Linked DNA regions of Rattus norvegicus: region 2 is linked to region 1. Evidence: chromatin contacts called from public Hi-C data. All regions are on one chromosome and are shown on one strand. Each heading gives the region's core, a stretch centred on a gene start, on an enhancer-like site or on the middle of the called end of the contact. The rest is flanking DNA. Distances are from core to core; before and after follow the strand shown. Region 1 overlaps Cap2 (cyclase associated actin cytoskeleton regulatory protein 2). Region 2 holds the start of Cap2 (cyclase associated actin cytoskeleton regulatory protein 2).

Evidence for each region. Hi-C and Micro-C count contacts between places; a contact is called where the count stands out from the background.
Region 2: a contact with region 1 is called in a Hi-C map of psoas muscle, with 3 times the contacts expected there. The contact joins the promoter of Cap2 here to the enhancer-like site in region 1. A contact is called at or near these places in 2 of 12 Hi-C or Micro-C datasets (prefrontal cortex and psoas muscle) and 1 of 1 datasets of contacts at active chromatin or transcription factors (oligodendrocytes).

What each region holds. Positions count from the first base shown.
Region 1 is chr17:18,265,804-18,269,690 of GRCr8, forward strand. Cap2 (cyclase associated actin cytoskeleton regulatory protein 2) reads right to left here. Exons shown (of 13, transcript NM_053874.1): 12 at 269-409. Among named protein-coding and RNA genes, the nearest start is that of Fam8a1, 26 kb to the left of the region's middle. Within about 2 kb of position 1,553, at least 3 of the 93 cell types and tissues checked have an H3K27ac peak or open chromatin away from gene starts, as enhancers often do.
Region 2 is chr17:18,407,741-18,411,350 of GRCr8, forward strand. It overlaps Cap2 (cyclase associated actin cytoskeleton regulatory protein 2), which reads right to left and starts at 1,823. Exons shown (of 13, transcript NM_053874.1): 1 at 1,778-1,823. LOC120097855 (a long non-coding RNA gene) reads left to right here and starts at 1,214. Exons shown (of 2, transcript XR_010059109.1): 1 at 1,214-1,348.

The sequences.
Region 1 (3,887 bases), core at 303-2,802:
CAAAGAACCCGGATTCTGGGCCCCATTTTGAGGCTCTTGAACCCAACCTTAGGTTTTTCTAGAGTTTTGAGCCCTTTCTGTTGAGCTTCCTAGTAGACCCTTATGTTAAGAGGAGCATTAGAATATTTTTTGGCTTCCTCACTCACCTGCCTGTTCTGCTGTCTTCAACGGAAGCTCATGAGATGGTAGTGATGAGCCCCCTCTCCAAGAACACTAACATGAACATGCCACAAAAGCCTTTCTGGGCAGGGTTTTGGAAGGTACTTACATAATCGTCACCCTGAGGGACCAGGACATTCATCTCGGACGACTTGGCGCTCACGATCTCACAGTCTAGCGCATCTTTACTGAGGTACAGGTGGCATCCTTCTGTCTTATTAATGGAGATTGTTGGCACTCTCCCCATTACCTAAGGGAAAAAATGGGACCAAAGCAAAGAAATAAAAATGACCATGTGCCCAAGCAGGTACTCTCCAGAGTTCCTCCTGAGTTTATGATTAGGACTCATGGGGGCAGTATGTACTCTCTGCTCTCTGTCTGTCTGTCTGTCTGTCTGTCTGTCTGTCTGTCTGTCTGTCTCTTGTCTCCCTCTCTCTCCCTCTCCTGTCTCTGTCTATATGTGTGTGTCTGTTTCTGTTTGTCTCTGTATGTCTCTCTCCCGCTCTGTGTGTGTGTGTTTGTATGTATGTGACCATGTCCGTGTCCGTGTCCATGTCCGTGTGTGTGTGTGTGTGTCCGTGTGTGTGTGTAAGTGTCATCTGAGGACAGAGTGAAATGACTATACATGGGAGAATCCCAAACAGGCAGCGTTTCTCTTTCTTGAGGTGAAATTAAGGGATTAATTTGGAGGCAGCAGCTAAAATGTTCAGAAAAGCCCCACAACCCGCTAGCGAATCCGAAACGCCTATCTGATTCCGTGATAAGAGAAACAGGACTCATTTGCTTAAAATTTAAGTTTTGACAGTTATCTCTGAGACTGGGGCTAAAACAAATATCCATACAGACGGCAAACAATAAGATTAATTTCAAATAGAAGCCAGGTAGACTGTTCCCAAACTTCAGAATAAGTAAGAAATACTCCAATTCTTCTCATGTAAGTCACTGGCCGGATAAGAGTCTGAGGGCTAAAGGTGAAGTTCAACTGAGATAGGGGTCCAGGCATCTCAAAATGCACTCATTTCAGGAGCTCAAACTGAGGACATTCACCCAGATAATCGGGACCCTCGAGCAAGAGGAGGCAGTGCTTTGTAAGGTTCACAAGTATCTGAGTCCAGTAAAAAATTCAGATGAGTTTTAAGTTTCTCTTCTAACAATCCATTTTCAAACCTTCCCACAATGCCCACAGGGATATACCATTCTCCCAAAGACTTCATTACAACTCTAGAAGTTTCCTTCTTGTAATGGTAATTGAAGCAATAAAGACATCTCTCCTTTCAACCAGAAGAAAAGGCTGGTTTGCAAACCAAAGGAACACATTCTGTCTGTGGCCCAGGTGCCCTGAAGAATTCCTTGTGGGGCGTCTAGCCAGTCATCTGGCTTCTCCTCCTCTTGCTCCACAGAAACTGGATACTGAGTTGGAATTGAAGCCCAAATCAAGAGAACGGTCCAGCTGGGTCATTCAAGGTCAGGCAAGTACAGGCAAGGCTCTGCTTGAGATAATATAGTATATATGCAGGTCTGTCTGTCTGTCTGTCTCTCTCTCTCTGTCTGTCTCTCTCTGTCTGTCTCTCTCTGTCTCTATGTGTATGTGTGTGAGAGAGACAGAGAGATAGAGAGAATGAGACTGTATCTCTGTGTCTCTGTGTGCATGCATGTATGTGTGTGTGTCTGTTTTAAAAATGTGCCTAATCATGTTTTCCTGACTTCTAGATTTCTTTATGATACGAGGATGAAAGCATCTGTGTGCCAGCCTGAAGCCCACGGATATCTCCGGCCAAGCTAAGGAAAGTAGGAGCTACCAGTGACTCCTGGAGAGTTGGCTTATGAATATTATTACTCAGTAATAATTAAAAAAAAATTTTCCCTGACGGTGGTTGTCTCTTTCCCAATCTGTATGTTTTCCTAGAACATTTTTGCAAAAAAAAAGATTGCCAGGCCAAATTATATGAACTTTAGCTTTTTTTTTCCTCCCTTTTCTTTAAATAACATTAGTGTTGCAAAATCTGAAATTATACGAACCACCCATTTTTAAGTGTACAACTGGATGCTATTCATAAATGTACAGAGTTGTGCAATTGGGACTACAAGCCAGTTTTAGAATCGTTCCACCATTCTAAAAATATCCCTAATGGCCACTTACAGTTGATCCCCATCTCAGCCCCAGGCAGGTAAGTGATTTCTGCTTCAGTTGTGCCCAGGCCCTTTTCAGACAATTTACTAGGCACTTTAACTAGGTAATGACACTCTCTTGGTTTGAGCATCCAGAAATTCACTAAGTGTCCTATCAGCTGTTTCTCTTGTCTCGGAGACAATTGCTCCTTCCATCTCCTACCACAGACAACCAATGGTTCACCCTTCCCAAAGTAACTGTTCAAAGTGCACAGTTCATATCCTTAAAAATGTAACAAGCTATTTCCGGCATGGAAACATGCAAAGAGTAATAGATACATATACGCTCTACAACAACTTTATCAGTGCTACATTCTCCCACATTCCCTTTTGGTGTGTTTGAATGTTTCCCTCCCTCCCTCCCTCCCTCCCTCCCTCCCTCCCTCCCAACAGGGTGTCATGTAGCCTAGGTTGGCCTTGGACTCACTTTGGGACCAAAGATGGCTTTGAATTGCTGTTCCTTCTCTTGTCTCTACCTCCTAAGTGCTTTCGTCAGGGGTGTTACACCGGGCTTTACTGTGTGTGTTAGGTTGGTTTTGAGATTGGGTTAGCCTGGATGGAGCTTGCTCTACAGATCAAACCGGCCTCTAACGGCATGGAGTCCTCCCAAGTACTGGGGTCACAGGTGTGCAGCACACACTCAACTACTGTCGCCCCCCAACCCCCGACTCCCAAGAACTAAAATCTCCCACGATCACGGACGTCCCCTGGATACTGTCGTCGTCTACTCCACTTTCCCTCTCTTCCCCCTACTTCTCTCCTCCCTGTATGTAACTACTCTCCTGGCTTTTTGTTGTTATTTAAAAAAACAATTGTTTCTTTTTTGTTTGTTTGCTTATGATCTGTCTATTGGGTGAAGTGCCCAGGAGAACACCCTGACTCCACATAAGTGGGTTTCATGTGTAAATTGGTATGCATGCACGCTCTATGTTTTTTAATAAATGGATCTCTCCTATAGCACCATCCTGTAACTTAACCTTTCGGCTCAATGCCCTTTTAAAAAAATGTACCCGTTTTTTAAAAAATCTACCTATTTTTTTTTTTTTTTTATGCTGGTAACAGTAGCTTGTTCATTTTAACTGTTGAGTAGCACTCGGAGAGCTGTTTGCCCATTTGCCAGTAGGTGGACACGTAAGTACTTTTGTTCTCTGTTGCTGCTATCACACCACTCCAATACACGCTTTCCGCGTTTCCTTCGCCTGTGGCTAGAGCTTTACCCTGCGCACAGAAACACATAACGATTCACCCACAGGTTACGGATGTGGCATTCGCTCTTGGTGCCAGTTTGTCCTGCAGTGAGGGTACCAAGTTCATGCTGTCACTTGGAGGTGGCAGGGAGCCCGGTGCTCCACTTCCAGGAAGGCTCGTCCGTCAGTCATTTGAGCACGCACTCAGTCTGTCCTGCCCTTACTGCTCCTTTACCCGTGAGATTCCGCCAAAGCGGCTCCTTACAGAACGAGGAGCATTCTGAATGCAAAAGAGATGAGCGTGAACAGGAATCTGCGACTGCGGTATCCATTCACACCCCTCCTTCTGTCACGCCAGCATATCTTCGTGTG
Region 2 (3,610 bases), core at 573-3,072, 140 kb after region 1:
AACTAAATTTCAAATTTCATATCTGTTAACACTATTAAACTTGCTGGTGCCTTTCCTCTCCATGTTCTCCTCAGCCCCTTTTGATTTTCAACAGCCAAGCTGAGTGGTTACTAAGCCAATCCTGAGGGCTTCAAAGTCTCTTGTTTACCACCTAGCTCTTTAGCCAGGAAGTTAGGGGACCCCACACTCTGTCACACCCACAAGCTAAACTACATCTTGTGGAAAATCTTACTTTCTGCTCGAAAACCTGGTTGGTCACTGTCATTTCTCACAGTCAGCTTCCTTTTCCTCTTTTCATCCCTGAGTCTCCCTTTGATCTTAACTTTATTAAGGAGTTTTCAGATTTGAGGATTCGTGGAGAAGTAAGTCTTTTCTTGAACAAAAAAAAGGGGGGGGGTGCTGCAGTCTTGTCCAGATAGCGTGTTCTAGCTGCAAATTATTGGTTTAATTATTTCCACCAGCTTTCTGTATCTGTTTTCAGTCCCAAATGGTTACACAGAGCTATCTGAACTACCCAACCCCCTCCCTGCCCTCAGCAGGCTTGCCTTCTAACTAAACCCCAGCAAATCGAAATCACTCCAAGCATGAGACACCACTGTTACCTTCTACAAAGTGGTCCCAGCTACGTCAGCAAGACTTCTGAGACACCTTCATTAGATGTGGAGGTGCCTACCAGTAATCCAGCGCTCAGAAAACCGAAGCTGGAGGATTGTGAGTTTGAAGTTAGCCTGGGCTAATGGTGAGTTGCTGGCCAGCCTAGGTACAGGGTAAGATTGCCTCGAAGAAGCAAAGGAGCCATACCTGTTATCTCAGCTTTGAGTTCCACGGTGAGGCTCTGCCTACCAACAAACCAAGCAGCCAAAGGAACAGGCAGTGCTCTCTTTGCAAGCAATTCTGATAAACTAACTTTTAGGGGTTGGGGGCCAGGGGGATTCTACCTTTTCCTGACAATGTAGGCAAAGCCCCAAGTCTTGGCTGCACAAAGTTCACCTCCACTTGGTAAACTGTTTAGACCTAATTCTGAATACACGTCCTAAAAGCACAAACTCACATAAAGAACGCCTGGATTCCGACATGGCTAAAATGCACAGCCTCTTTGTGGTGTTGATGAGAATAAACATTCTCACGTGCATGGCGGACCATCAGCCTGAAGATGACGACAAGACTGCTGATGTCACAAACAAGCCCCTATGGGGCAGTCAGAGAGCCGCCGCGGGGTACCATTTTCAGAGCAGTCCCTTCAAAGCATCAGTTGCGTTCGCATTTTTTAGAAGTGACTCATAGCCTCAAGTCAGATTCTGCTCAGAAGCCAGGTCCCTTCCTCTCCTTCCAGCACCTTCGGATTGAGGTAGCATTGGCAAGAGCCATTTCAATGACCCCCACCCTGGAACCCTTGGGAGGCTCAGAACAGAGCAGTGGAGACCCCTCGAAGTTAGACCAGCCTAGGATGCGGTGGCTGTCGGCCGGGCAGGCCACGGGTGGCCCTCCAGTCCCAAACCCGAGGTCCTCAGCGCCCGGCGAGCAGCTGGAGCGCTGAGCTGCGCTGACCCAGATGAGCACTGCCCCAGCGCCCGGATCCCCGCATCCCAGGTCCTCACTTCCCTTGTCCTCGAATCTGGGTGGCCTTAGATCCCTGAGTCCGCTTCGCCTTTCTTCCCCGCGTCCTGGCCATCACCCACTCTACCCGGGGCACGCAACTTGCGAGCGACAGCCTCGGGGTGCCCGGCGCCCAGGCAAGCCCCCCCATTCTCCCCGCCCCTCCGCGCTCCAGCCTGACCTGCTGTACAGCCCAGGTCCCAGCTTCGGTGATGCAAAGCCAGCTCCGGCCACTCGCGCCCTCCTCCCGCAGGCCCTGTGCTGCCTCCGCCTCCCCCCTGCACGGGAGCCCGAGTCGGTCACGCTGCTCGCGGGGAGAGTCGCCCGCGGCTTCCGGCAGCTCCAAATACAGACGCGCACGGGAGGGGCCGGGAGCACCCAGCCGAGGGCGGGGGTGGCTAGGAAGGGATCAGAGAGGAGGCACAGATGGGCCGTGGGAGAAGAGAGATAGGAGGGCAGAGGCGATCGCTGGTGCAAGCAGGAAATGCCTTCACCTCCTCCTGCAGGTTTGCAAAGAGTTCTGAAAAGGTCTGGCAGCCCCTGACAGGGCTTAGGAGTGGGTAGAGATGCACAGTGACCCACACAAAAAGAGGGATAATGAGGCCCAACTTGAATGCCCTCCAACTCAAAAGGATAAAGGGGTGCAGATGCGTTGTAAATCGGGGGCAAGTAATTTATATACAGAAACTTTAAAAAGTCATCTGATTATTTAGAAACGAACAGAACCATGGCCAACCTACTTAATCAACTGTTTACTTGTAGACACTGCCCCTTCTTCTGTATGCATGGAGCGCTTCTCTCTGGTTAGTGTAATTAGAGAGGATTGATTTTCGATTTTCCTTGGAGTCTGGAATACTGGACATGAAGTTCTTCAGTGAATGAATGCCAGGGGAAACAGCAAATGAAACGGAGGGGGTGGGGAAGAGAAATGTAATAGCTTATGTTCTTTTGTTTAAGTTTTAAGTACGTGTCCCTAGCTGCCGTGGGACTTGTTATGTAGACCAGGCTGTTCTTGAACTCACAGGCATCCTTCTGCCTCTGTCTCTAGAGTGCTGGGATTAATGATGTGCACCACCATGCTTGGCCCTACACATATACTAAAAGCAAAACCTCTCAAAATAGTGTGGTAAAGGGGATTCTGGTAAAGCCAGTGTTCCCTGTTGTCTTAGTTAGGGTTTTATTGCTGTGAACAGACACCATGACCATAACGACTCTTAAAAAAGGAAACATTTCACTGGGGCTGGGTATCAGTTCAGAGGTTCAGTTCATTTTCCTCATGGCTGGAAGCCTGGTGGCATGCAGGCAGGCAGGGTGCTGGAGAAGCATCTTGACCTCCAGGCAGACTGTCTACCACACTGGGCATAGCTTGACCATATGACACCTCAGAGCCAACCTCTGCAGTGACTCACTTCCGTCAGCAAGGCCACACCTCCTAAAAGTGCCACTCCCTATAGGCCTATGAGCCAATTACATTCAAACTACCACATCTGTCAAGGTTAAAAAAAATATCATGCTTAACTCAGCTCTGTGTGTTATTAAAAGCTCACAACTGGGAAGCCATTCCTGGCGGGCACCTCTTCACTCTCTTTTGTCTGGAGTAAAGGGAAGCCTGTTTATTATTCATTCTGACGCACGTGCTTTGAATGAACACACACAGATAGACTGGGTTTCTGAGACAAGGATATAGGCCAGACTGGCATAAGACCCAGTCCCTAAACTCAACGGGCAATCCTCCTGCTTCCACCTCCTAAATGCTGAGATTACAGGCAGGCATCAGACCTGTGATGCTCCAACTTCCACAGTTACCACAGAACGCTTCTTCTTCCTTAGTCCAGCTGTCCTCCTATGTCTGGGGAACTGGTCCCAGGGCCTGCTGCAGATACCAAGATCTGAAGATGTGTAAGGCTGCCGTATAAAATGGCACTGCATTTGCACACTTCTGCAAACTTCTTGCCTGCTGATCATGTCCTGATGGCTTACGGTACCCAATACAGTCAAAATGCCATGTAAACAG